2 separate regions of the Arachis hypogaea genome follow, and region 2 is linked to region 1. A link is a contact called in public Hi-C data. All regions are on one chromosome and are shown on one strand. Each heading gives the region's core, a stretch centred on a gene start, on an enhancer-like site or on the middle of the called end of the contact. The rest is flanking DNA. Distances are from core to core; before and after follow the strand shown.

Evidence for each region. Hi-C and Micro-C count contacts between places; a contact is called where the count stands out from the background.
Region 2: a Hi-C map of leaf shows a contact between it and region 1, with 2.6 times the contacts expected there. The contact joins the promoter of LOC112783696 here to the promoter of LOC112782527 in region 1. A contact is called at or near these places in 2 of 8 Hi-C or Micro-C datasets (both in leaf).

The regions. Positions count from the first base shown.
Region 1 is chr20:123,268,448-123,275,256 of arahy.Tifrunner.gnm2.J5K5, forward strand. LOC112782527 (chaperone protein dnaJ 1, mitochondrial) reads right to left here and starts at 3,648. Exons shown (of 21, transcript XM_025824941.2): 1 at 3,130-3,648; 2 at 2,425-2,558; 3 at 1,593-1,697; 4 at 1,323-1,409; 5 at 897-988; 6 at 106-189; 7 at 1-4. The coding sequence starts at 2,536.
Region 2 is chr20:123,443,852-123,450,660 of arahy.Tifrunner.gnm2.J5K5, forward strand. LOC112783696 reads right to left here and starts at 4,175. Exons shown (of 12, transcript XM_072229690.1): 1 at 4,000-4,175; 2 at 3,498-3,716; 3 at 2,779-2,884; 4 at 2,612-2,693; 5 at 2,326-2,400; 6 at 2,317-2,324; 7 at 1,921-2,024; 8 at 179-235; 9 at 136-177; 10 at 97-134; 11 at 1-16. The coding sequence starts at 3,542.

The DNA of each region.
Region 1 (6,809 bases), core at 2,398-4,897:
ACGTCTGATATCACATACAAAAAGGCAGGTGAAATATCATTATGCTGATTAATTAGTTTAAACGACCACCACACGGGGAAATAAACAAACAGTCATGATAAGGACCTCATAAGCTTCTCTTATATCTTGAAATTTCCTCTTTGCAGATGGATTATTCTTATTTGCATCTGGATGGTACTTTTTAGCAAGCTGCACACACCAGAGAAAGTATGCCATAATACAGTGTTAGTAAAAGAAGACCCTTCAATCCAAATATTCCCAAATCAAAGGTGCATAATAACAGGATATATCAAGATTTCAACCAAAATACTCAGGAAAACTGCTGCTAGCCTTCTAGCATGTTCCAAACTCTAAAAAGTAAAAACATTAGCTGTACAATATAAAATTGACGAAGATAATTGAGACATCGATTAAACCCATTTTTCTATTTAAAACATGATAATTGCTATGAATTTGAAGACGTGGTCTCTTTAAAACAAAGGAGCAATACAAAAAAGAAGACAAATGACTAATCTTATTCCATATCAGCTGCTGTGACATTGGACTAATTCCTAAATAGAAGATAGTTTATAGTTAACAAAACAAATTGTTATACTATCATCTGTATAAAACTATTTCTCCTCTTGTGTTTTACACTTATAATCATGGATGTACCTCTTCGCATGCATCACCTCTAACTACAAAATTCAAAGAAAATGATTAAACAGCTGCTTGACAAATGCCAAATATGCACAAAAATGCAAATAAAAGAGAACGTCCGTGAGATGGCAAATGTTTCTTCCCCAAGTGTGGCTGTTTTGGAATCCATCATTAATCTAATCTAACAAGCATAGCCTTGACTAACCAGTAACCAACAACCATACATGCAAAACAAAGAATTCCTAGCAATCACTCACCAACAGAAACGCCTTCTTTATCTCATCCTGAGTGGCGTTCTCAGAAATGCCAAGAACTTGATAATAATCCTGCTCAACCGATGTCGAAAATGCTGGAAGAACGCCATAAGCATAAAAAGAGAAAATAAATAACTGAACACATCTGCAAATAAAACTTGTAGATAATTGATCTAAAGGGGAAGAAAAAAAGTAACATAACTTGTACTAAGTTTCTTATATCCATCCATTGCGTTTCCAAATCACAACGAAAAAGGGATACGTGACTATATTTCCGGAGACCATCAATTAAAAGTGTGTACTCACTGAAGAAAAATACCTACGTAGTCTTGTTTGATCTGAGAATCGAATAAAATGGATATAAGGAACTTCATCTAAGCTTTTCCTAAATAAAACACATAGTGATCCTTTATCATTTCAAATAAAAACCTGCAGCATGAATATATCGATATCTCAATGGTATACTCAAACTCAGAAACTCCTCCGATTTTGGGACATTACTGCGATTGAACAAAGCTGGAACATAGACACATTGAATTCAATAATAAATAAATCAGTAAAAAGGAATCGGTAACTACTGAACCAATATATATATATATATATATATATATATATATATATATATATATATATATATATATATATATTATAAAAATAAAAAGACTGGACAGAAATTCATGAAATTGAACCAGAACGTGCCTCGACTGAGAAACGGCGATTGGCGAAAAGGCAATAATTCGGTGAAGCAGTGTCCTCTATGGACACAGGTTCTGAAAACGCAAAAGAGAGCAAACGGCGGCGATACTGCAATGAAGAAAGAAAAGAGGAGAATCAAGAATGTGAAGGAAGAAAAAGAAAAGAAGAAAGGAAACAGTAATTTTTATACTTGTAATGGTTTTGGTTCGTTGAGATTACCGGCGTAAACCACGTGAACCTTCTCATTGGGAGGGATCCTCTTCGGAAGCGAAATTGAGTTACAGTTATGCTCTGCTTCCACACCAAGGTTCTGAGAACTAGACCGGTCATCGAACCGTTCTAGTTATTGGTTCATTGGTTTACTGGTTCAATCGGTCTAACCGTAGTTCAACCCGAAAAGTCGTTTTAGAATAAAATAATAAATAAATTATAAATAATCATTTTAAAATATAATTATAGTCTAATAATAAATTTTAAAATATCTTTAAATTTAAAATACTATTAAGAAATATCATCAAACAAAGCCATATGATTTTATCAAAAGACAAACTCAAAAGTTATGTAGAGAATTTCAGATATTAAAGAAAAAATATCCACGATCACTTATCTTCATGTAAGCTAATTAAAAAGAAAACACACCGTCCAATAAGCACAAATACTTAGATTTGTATGGACTTACTTCTGGCTCTCAATTATAGGTACACAAGCAAGAACAAATTCACAGAATAACTCTAAAATTTCATATGCCTCCCATATATTTTGTTCTCGAATGATATGCAGAGTGAGCTAAGATAGAAATAAAATTAACAAGCGGTATGAAACACTGAACAATTACCCTTTATTCTAGCAATTGCCTCTTGGCCAGCCTGCAAGAATTGGGAAATCTCCTTGCGCATTTGCTTCAGTTGCGCATCTCTCTTGTTTTGCAGCAGCTTAATGCGTGACATCGACAGGTTAAGACATGTTTTACTACAGATTACCAAGATCAACAAGCATCGTGTTTAGAGTTGCTACAGAATGAAGAGTATCCATATAATAAATTGCAAAAGCATCCACTCAAATCCAACTACCAGTACTGAATGTTTATTATAAGAGCAGGCATCTGAATTTGATAAACTGTAATGCACGATTTACAGATATACAAAGGAAAGAGGGGGCGAATCTCAATACTCAAATCGAGTAATAAAGCATGGATATATGTCAAAATTTGGTCTTTGAAGAACAGAATCAGTAAGTAAAAGGTGAGAGAAGTGGGGAAAATCACCCGCAAGTGGCGAAAACACCTCTGTTAAAGAGCTTATTAAGAAATAAGAAATGACATTGTTGATGATGACGATGATGAAGATCAAATAATCATTCAACAACCCAGCCATTACAACACAGCAACAAACATTACAAGAACATTTGAATAAAAATTTCAGAAATTAAAAGGAAGAAGAAGAACCGAGCATTCAGTCATCAGTAAACACAGAGCCATCAATAACCAAAGTAAAATTAAAAGGAAGAAGCGGAGGCGAAGAATTGAAAGCAGGGCACTAACCTTCCACGGAGACACGGACGGCAACCGGCGAGACGACGGCGAGAACAGAGACGACGGCAAGCGGCGACCCGACGGCGAGCTGCTCCAAGCCACGAACAGAGAAGCCAGCGAGGATGCGGACGACGTGCTGAGCTGCCTGGGTTCCGGACAGGGGGAAGAGGAAGAAGCGGAAACGCTGAGAACCTGGGGACGGAACCTAGGACTAGGGTTTTGCTTTGGTCTGGGACTTTCACTACTTTGATTCAGGAGGGGGGGGGGGGGTGCACGATGGGTTTGGTGCAAGTTTTACACCATTTATATGAAAAATATTGTTACTCAGTCTAACATAAAGATTCGGAAGCGAATCTTAGAAAAGTGGCAGATTTGACTGTTAAGTTTTATAAACTGTTGTGCAGAAATTAGATTTAGATGTGCAGTTTAGTCTGATGCTTTAAGAAGCTAATTTCATAGTAAATTTGCTTATAAAGAGAGAAGAGCATTATGTAGTTTTTTTTTTGGTGACTAGAGCATTATGTAGTTGAGTATACTGAAGGGATGTCTTCTTAAAAAAATCTTCCTCTTTTTTTTTTTTCTTTTGTTTATTTGCTTTATTTTGTCACACAAAAAAATCTTAATTTTTTTTAGTATTATATTAAATTCACATTAAATTACAAAGTATTTTTATTGTGAATTTTCTGAGCCAATAAATTGAGCGTATCGATTCAAACTCGATTCATTTAATATATAATTTTAAATTTTAGTTCAAAGTCCGCTAACAAAATCATGAGCTTCACTTATCAAACTTTAGACGAATCAAATTTAATAAGTCAAGTTGGAGTTGGATTGCGATTTGGTTTAACTTAGTTTTAACCCTATAAACGAATCAATTCACGATGTAACTATATTAATTCAACAATCATTTATATTAACTTAATTTTATTTTAGTACTTGATTAAATTTGTATTAAATTATTAGTATTTTATTTTAAATTTGTCATTGATTAAGATCTAAATTTTTTAACAAAATAAAATTGTATCATAATTTAATATTTATTAGCCTAAATAATAATATTAAGAAAAAAATAAAAAAATTATTTTTCTTCTATTACTTGAATTAATTGTTAGAGTAACTAATTTTTTCATTTTTCTATCTAATTAAAAAAATTTGTCCAAATATTTTTTTAAATAAAAGTATTTTTTCTAATAAAAGTACATTTTATTGTTTTAAAAATACCAATCCAAATAAGTTGGATATTTTAAAAAAAATTATAAAAGTACATTTTTTTGTTTTTTTTTTCAATAATGGGCTCAGACAAGCAACCAAAGAACCCAACTCGCCCAGAAATTCGCCCCTGAACCCAACCCAGCCAGACTCGTCTTCCCCGCTCCCAGGGAGCTCTGTTAGGCTGCCAATTGCTACCGTCCAAGTCACAGTTGATTATCGTGATGCCCTGTCTATACGCCGGTGCATTGAAACCGTCACTCTTTTTTCGCTCTGGTTTGCAACGCCGGGAAGAAAATTATTTTAAATGGTTCCTGACCCCGGCTCCTGCCTGCTGTCTCTGCCCTTTTTTTGGGTCTTGGCTAAGCCCAACAACCCTACCTGGCTCCGAACCCCCTCCCCGCGAACCCAGATTCCTCTGCTCCACTCGCATGCGACCTGGAAAGCTTGCCGGCCTGAACTGCAATAGGCGCCACATGGCTGCTCTTTCAGTGCAGACGCTCGGGACGGACAAGACCAGCTAAGAGAGATAGACACAGCTCCGTTGCTACTCGCTCTGCACATTCCGGCGACTCCATAGAAGCGCAATCTGGACCGCATGTGAAAGCAGAATTGAAGGGAGACTGAAAGTCAGCCGCTCCTTGCCAGACTTGCTGCTGTTGTAGGATACTGAATATTAAATTCTTATTTTATTTTTTTTATTTATTTACTTTTTAAACTCGGGGGCCAACCATCGGTGAAATATTTAGAGGCAAAGCTAGTAGATATGAGATAAGTTAAAAAGTATTAACTATTAACCAACAAATAGCTTCTACGACAAAAATGGTATACTTGTAACAGAACAAATTACAACCTTTTGCTCTTACTAGTTGATGTGTACCCTATAAACTCGGAGATAAGATCAGAACTAAAGACCGACCACAAAGATTGGAGACGAATGAACATATCTGGGATAACCACTTGACCAAAAACTAAGCATAAGTCAAACACTATCCACTAGCCGTTACCAACAACAACAGAACTCACTAACTGAACCACGATTATCGGAACAAGCAAAGCACTTCGTTCACCTATAAAACCGAACCCAATAGCCCAGGAGAAACAGGTCACAGAACTCACTCTAAGTTATTTCTCTTACTTTCTTATAACTCACATTCTTACTTGAGCGTCGGAGTGCTTTTTGCAGGTGCTCCCGCCGCCGTGTTTCATCGTGCCGAGGTCACCCTTGAAGGCTACCTTACGGACGACGTATAACTCTCCCAAGAGCCGAGCAGCCTCGATTGGAAGTTACAGACCTCGGTCGAATCAGAACAGAATATTTGGCGCCCACCGTGGGGCCCGAAAAGTTAATTTAACCCCACTATTTCTCTACATCGCACTTTGTATTTCTTTTTTACACAGGGTTACCCAACCTTCGAGCATGGCCGACAATGGGATTCACCAACTCACCCAGGCCGAACTCATCACCCAGATGGCCGAGCTGCAAGCGGAAGTCAAAAGACTTGCCAAACTTTCCACCCAAAGTAACGCTAGTAAACGCGAAGAAAATGGTTCCAAAGGAAAAGGCAACGCAGACCTGCTAAGTGTAGACCCACCAAAGGAGAAGCTGACCCTGGACAACCCGTTCTCCGAGGAGATTACCAACTACTAGATGCCAAAACACTTCACACTACCTTCCTCACTCGAGCCATATAAGGGGATTGGTGACCACCGGTCTCATATTAAGAAATTTCAATCTATGATGTTCTTTAATGGCCCTAATAACGAACCTGTTCTTTGCAGAGCTTTCCCTACTTACCTCAACGGCGCTGCCCTACTTTGGTTTTCAAAATTACCTACAGGATCAATCTCCTCTTTTGAGGAACTGGCAAAATCTTTCATAGACTACTTCGCTGCAGCACGGATATGTGTACACGGATCAGACTACCTCGGCACCATTCGCCAAGGTCCTCATGAAAGCTTGAAAGACTATCTGACCAGATTCGCAAAAGCAACCATGGAGATACCCGATCTAGATCCCGCTGTCCACTTGCATGCCCTAAAGGCCAGACTCCGACCCGGAAAATTTAGGGAAACAATCGTGGTAACCAAGCCAAAGACACTGGAAGAATTCCGGGAAAGGGTGGTAGGACAAATGAAGATTGAAGAACTCCGCGAAGCCGAAAAAACAGAGAAAAAACAACCAAAGAGAGAGGATGACAGAACTATGAGACCGACAAATGTCAAAGACCACAAAAAGCACTTCAAACTGACCCCAAAATTTGACAACTACACCAAATTCAACACAAGAAGGAAAAAGATAATTAAAGAAATCCTCAACGCCAAGATCATAAAACCACCAGCAAGGGCAGGAAGCTACCAAGATCAGCGTTTCGTTGACAAAAGTAAACACTGCACTTTCCATCAAAAGTATGGGCACACAACCGACGAGTGCGTGATAGCCAAGGATCTATTAGAAAGATTGGCTCGGCAAGGCCTCC
Region 2 (6,809 bases), core at 2,925-5,424, 180 kb after region 1:
CTCTGGATCCAAGAATCTAAGAGAAAAAAAGAATAAATGACTGGATCAGAATTAAAATGACTAAGTGATGAGAAGAAAGTTATTAAGAGTACTTACTCTTCAACATCCTTTTTTTCAGTCACAAGGTCCAATTTTTGATAGGATATTAACATGTGGTCATTCCAGTTGAACCATTGCAGTTTGCAGAGAGGCATGCCATGCACCCGCTAACAAATTTTGTCACATCAGACGCAAACTGGAATGATTTTAAAATCACTAGAGAATCAACAAATACAATCAGAATAGCAACCATTGGTAATACAAAGTAATGTTAAAGAATTGATAGCATAACAGGAAGGTGAATTTTATGGTGCAGAAAGAAAACGATTTTTACACCAATAGAATACTTGTGGCATAATATAGAATGAACATGTGGACGTTTGAAACTGACTGATGGTTTAGTAATAGAAAGAAGGACAAACAGATTATAATTTGTTGCAGTGTGTTACCAAAGAAATTAACAGTTTGATTTAAAATGTAATTATAATTTTTAATTTATTTTTGATGGACCATGTGAATTTGTTGAGAGAGGTTTTTGTTTGACCAATAATCATGAAGCACAAGACGGGTGGGATACAGTGTTTTCTAGAAGTCTAGTGAGAAAGAAAAGGACCAAAAATTCGAAATTTTTGCCCAAAAAAGAAAAAATCTGAACCACATTTTTAATATTTATCTATCTAGTAGATTTTGATAAATATGTCAGGGTCAGTTTTGATTAAGTAATTGGATGATCATAATCTGATGTTTGGGTAATATATATATAATTAAAATATCTTGTTTCAAAAGATATTATATTATAAAGTAATTTTATTACAAAAGTTGACATTCAATATTTTAAAAAAAGGTTAGTCGAAAAATAATTTATAGACTTAATATCAAAATGTTTAAAATGAAATGAATGATAGTAAACAACAAAAAAGTAATGTAATTGATGCTAAAAGACAATATCACCCCTAGAAAATGAATACAAATGAGTAACAAAAAATCGGGAGAATAAATTTTTCGTAGTTTAATTTTTAGCGTAGGTTTATTAAAGACTACAATTTGTAAAAGTGGTATATCTTTTGTTTTTTTAGATATAACGCTAATTTGATAAAACTTTTTAAGTTTAAAAGTAATTTATTAAAATTAATTTTTGAAAGAATTTTTTAAAAATTGTAGCATATATATTTAATAAATACAAGTAACAACAATTATATTCAGTAAAATAATTTTAAAACTTAAAAAGTCATAATATAATATAGTTAAATAGTATTTATGTCATCCATTTTGAATGAATCTTTTGAAGTAATATATTAAATTAAACTATTAAATTATTTAATTCAAATAATTCACAAAGTTAGTTTGCTTTGTTCAACAATATCACAATTTTTTTTGAGAGAAATATAAACGCCCAAAAAAAGTACATATTCAATAAGTGATAATAAATTATATTTTTAATTAAATGTAATTATATTTATTTGAATTGTTTTTTCAAAACCAAATAAATTAACAAATCACATATGACAAATTAAACAACCTTCTATATATCTTTTACATTTTCAGCTTCTAAAATTGCTGGATATAAACATTGCCCTTAAATTAAAAAAATACGCTCTTCAAAACAAAATCCTCAACATTCAGCCCAATTTCTAGGCACGTAACCATGATATCTTCATTAAGCACTAATACACATAATTACACAAGGAGACTGTCATAATCCCAACGTGATAAAAACTGGACATGCCCTGCACATCACCGGTCTTGAGCTCCTCAGACACGTGTCTTGAGCTCCATCCACCACTGCACTTCTACATGTGTAGAAGCCATAAGAGCTTCTACACCAGAGTCGCCGCCTAAGAGGAAACATGATATATGTCTATATGAACAACTGCCACAAACCTGTGAATCAAGCAAGTACACAGCACATGCATTAAAATTTGTAAGTTTCAAATGCTCCACAAAATTCTTTAGCACTGGGACATGTGAACAAAATTCTATCTGATCTGGAAAAAAAAAAAATAAAAGAATGGTGAATTGACTTAGAACAATTTTGTTGGGTCAAATTTCAACCAAACAAATTTATAGGTGGAAAAAATAAAAACAATTATAAGAAACATAACAAACTTGCCAAACAACTGTTTTGATAAAAAAAGACATATTTCATTGTTATCTCATGTACTCACGCAACTGCATTTATAACAATATTATCACCTCACAATCAAAGTTTTCCATTAAGTGTTAACATTTGCAGACTAAGTACAAAACAGAAAGGTACTAAGAGATAAGAATGAATACTTGGGCAGAAAGACCAGATAATCATCATCTAAATAATTTTCCAGTTGCTCATTAAACCAAAGGTCCAGATTATCTTCAGGGTGTCTATATATAATTTTTAAGGTAACAAGGGTTGGTTTTATCAAACTTTTGACAATGCAAATAAGCGAAATAAGCAAGAAAAGATTGCAACATAAAAACAGGTGTTACTCACTTATACTAGCAAACAAAGTCACTTACCTATCAACACAGCATGAACAACGGCATTGGCTTAAAAGTTAGAACAGAAAAACTTAAAATCAATACAAAAGAATACTCCATGCTGTATATAGGACTGCCGTTGGGACTTAGCCCAAGTTCCTCCATAACATCATCAAGGGAAATAAGTTCCCTTATATCTGCAACAATCTTGAAAGTAAAACTGTTAGGCTCCACAAAACCGAACAACTGAATCTGTAAAAGTAACAAATCATTTTATTTTACCCATCGCAACAGGATACTCAAAATTTTCAGCAGCAGGGTCCAGGATCACAATATACATTGTGCGCTGAGCAGCGCAGTGTTTGTATAAACTCGAACAATATGTGGACTAATAAGAGAAAACAAAATCAGACACTCAGACGAATCTTAATAGATTCACAGCTACAAGAACCCACTTTTAAAAAAGCAAAATTAAAAGAAAGAAAATTGCAAACAGAGTTTAATCTTGTCCCACTAGGTGTAGTTAGCATACAAAGATTAGACAATACACAAAACAACAAAGACAACAACAACAACTAAAGTTAGATACATGGAACAACCAATGCTATTGTGCCCGGTCATAAGTCATCTCTGTGTTTATCCATTCATATTTAAATCTCTTCTAATAATTTCTGCTAAAGTTTTCTTTGTTCTTCCTCTCCTCTTCAATACATCATTTGTAACTAACTCTGCTTTAACAAATTTTTTCCTAAGGTCTCCTAAAGATCACACTCAAAACACACTATTCCATTCACCATCTGCACATCAAAGTTGGAGGTCATTGCTTGTTGCTTCTTACATTCACTACATTATTCTAGAAAATGGCTGAAGCGTAATTGTGTAAAGTGCCAAACAGTATAAAAAAACTTTTCTTTTGCTTGACAAAGATCATGCTAGAATTTCTCCATTCATTCAGTGTCCTATCATAAGAAACACACAAATGAGATGATACAGTAAATTACCTTGCCACTGCCAGCAGGACCTATAACAAGTTGTGCATAACCCATAACGCTTTGGTATAATTTGAATCCTGAGCAATCTCCCCTGACCTCTCTCAAGCTCAGGAAGCTGAAAGACAATTAACGGCACGAAAGGAATCAAGAATGGCAACAGCAATGTAAGCAGTGCACCAAACAACAATGGAAATCAACAATTTCAGGAAATCAGAGTAGTCCATAAACCTGTAAGTAATTGGGAAACATCAAAACCAAAAACAAAATAAAAAAAATGATGCTTCTTAATCATGTAAAAAAGAATAGTAATTTTAGCTCTATCTATGGACAAACTATACTGGCATTAGAAATTGAGGCTCAACTTATACAATATTGCTGAACTAAATTAAAAATAAATAATAAACCCTAAAATTAATGGCACAATCAAAGGGTCGTTTTTGTTTTTGTTTTCTTTTACATTTCATGGAGGACGATGGTGAATAAAAGAAGAAGGAAAAGAATGGAGCCTTACTGAGTCAAAATTGTTCAATGATCATAGCAACTGAGAGAGAAAGAGAGAGAGAGAGAGAGAGAATTTGCAGAGGGCAGACAGGTTATGGTGTTCAACTGAAGGCATTGATGAGAGAAAGAGAGGGTTTCTCATTCCACGTAATGGAGTAAAAAAAGTGCTAGTATATTTCCTTTTTTTTTTTTTTTTTATAAACTCGTGGAAATCATTGATATTAATAATGATAAATTATAATTTTGACCTTCAAAACATTTAATTTTTTATGAGATGATTCTCCAAGTAATAAAATGATATTTTGATCATTTTAAATATGATCAAAATTTATTATTTTTTAATTCGTGGTAAAAAGACATCCATATTTTTTTAAAACATATAAAAAAATATTTACAAAGTAAGAAAATAAATTATTTTTTCAAAATAATTTGAATTTTTTGTTATTTACATAAAAAAATATTCAAAAAAATTTTCTTGATCTAGATTTACTCAAATTTAAAAATAGAAAAATATTATTTTTTAAAGTAAGTTTATAAAATATTACATCAAAAATTATTTTTAGAACCTTTTTTACAAATATATCTCCCTCTATTTGGTAGATTTTATTGGATTAATATCATTTTGTTACTATTAAATTTTATTAAATTTTTTGGGATATTATAAGGACTGATGTGATACAGATAGTGGTTAACTTTTTTCAGAGAGTCATTTAATGAGGGCTTCTAATCGTACCAATATTTATTTGATACTAAAGGTCTCTAATGCTTATACTATGAAGTAAATTTGTCTTATTAGTTTGAGCAATATCTCTATAAAATTAAATATCATGGATAAAATTATTAGCCCAAATCAGAGTGCATTCATCAAGGGTCGACTTATTAGTGATAATGTGCTAATTGCTCATAAGTTCATACATTTTTTAAAGAATAGACAGTTTAAAGATAGTAAGATGGCTCTCAAACTAGATATAAATAAGGCATATGATACAGTGGAATAGAATTTTGTTTGGGCTATGTTGGAGAAGATGGGTTTTTGCAAAAAGTAGGTGGACTGGATGAAGGAGTATGTAATGACAATCTTTTATTCTATTACGGTGAAAATGACAACTTTATGGTTTATTCAAACCATGTCGAGGATTACGGCAAGATAATCTCTCTCTCTCTCTCTCCATCTATTTCTTTTTTGTGCATAGAGACTCTTCCATCTGCTCCATAGAGGAGAATAGAGGCAAGAAATTATTGGCTTGAGACTTAATCGCATATGCCCTGCTATTAGCCACCTATTCTTTGTGGACAACTCAATTCTATTTGGTAGAGCTACAAAGGAGGATTGTCAACACTTATTGAGTGTATTATAGACCTATTTCTAAATTATTGGTCAAGTCATTAAATTAGACAAATCATCAGTTTTTTCAGATATAACACACCAGAGATATAAGGAATCAATTGGTAGATATATTACAAGTGCCTCATATAGGGAACCATGATAGATATTTGGGTCTCCCTTCCGTGATTAACAAGTCTAAGAAGGTTACCTTTAATTATATTAAGGATAGAGTTACCACGAAGCTTTAGCAGTGGAAACAATTCTTGTTATTAGCCAGTGGCAGATAAGTGCTCATTAAGGCGGTGACAACTGCTATTCCTATTTATATTTTGAGCTATTTTAAGCTTTCAGAGACATTAATGGAAGAATTTTACAAGATGATAATGTAGTTTTAGTGGAGACAGAGAAGAACGAAAAAAAGAAAATACACTAGATTAAATCGATTGTAATCTATAGACTAAAGTCTCAAGGAGGTTTAAATTTCAAGGATCTTAGGGCCTTTAATATGGCTATGCTCGAAAAACAAGGTTGGCGATAATTAATAAATAATTAACTCATAAATTAACATTTATTCAAGAAAAATAGAAAATTAGATTTTATAGTTTAATGAGATAGAACTAATTAAACTAAGAATTTTGACACTAATTTTGAAGAATTTGACCCAAGATTTGGGTGAATAGATTGAACCGAATGAACCGGACCTGTATTGGACCCATGGCCCAACCCACAAAGTCACCCACACTTAAAGAAAACTCCTTCTTCCTCCTTCATTCAGCAAGAACGCTGAAATAAATTCAAGAGAGGGGAACAAGAGCAAAATCCTTGTCCTCCATTCAACTTGCCATAACTTCCTACTCCGAGTTTCGATTGTCGCACCGTTTGCGGCCACCGCGTCGAGCTCTACAAATCTATTGGAACAATTTTATAAGTAAGCTCTATTTTCTATCCCAATTATTCATCCCCTCAGTTTCGAATTTCAATGAGTAATTATGTTAAATTTTGTGTAATTTACACTACAACAAATTCGGCTGAGGCAACCCTTTAAAAACGTTGCCTGTAATAAGGAAAAGTGTTGCCTTTTATCAAAGGCAATACTTTCCGACAAAATGCAATGCTTTTTGGGGGTTGGCTATACAGCCGTTATCTTTTGTCTAAGGCAACGCTTTTGTGTATCAAAGGGAACCCTTTTTATGGCAACCTTCAAAAAATGTTGCCTTTTCTACAAAAAAAAGCAACTCTACGAAAGAGTTCCCTTAGAGTACCCAAACACAACGCTTTAGATAAGACTTTATGACAACACTTTTTACGAGTTGTATTTTCTAATACATAAAGCAACACTTATTCAGATTTTTTTAAGATGCCTTTTCATATACCTAAAGCAAAACTTGTTCAGATTTTTTTTAAGTTACTTTTTTCATAAACATAAAGCAACAGTTACCTAAATTTTTCTGTGTTGCCTTTTCATATATCTAAAGTAACATTTATCTAAATTT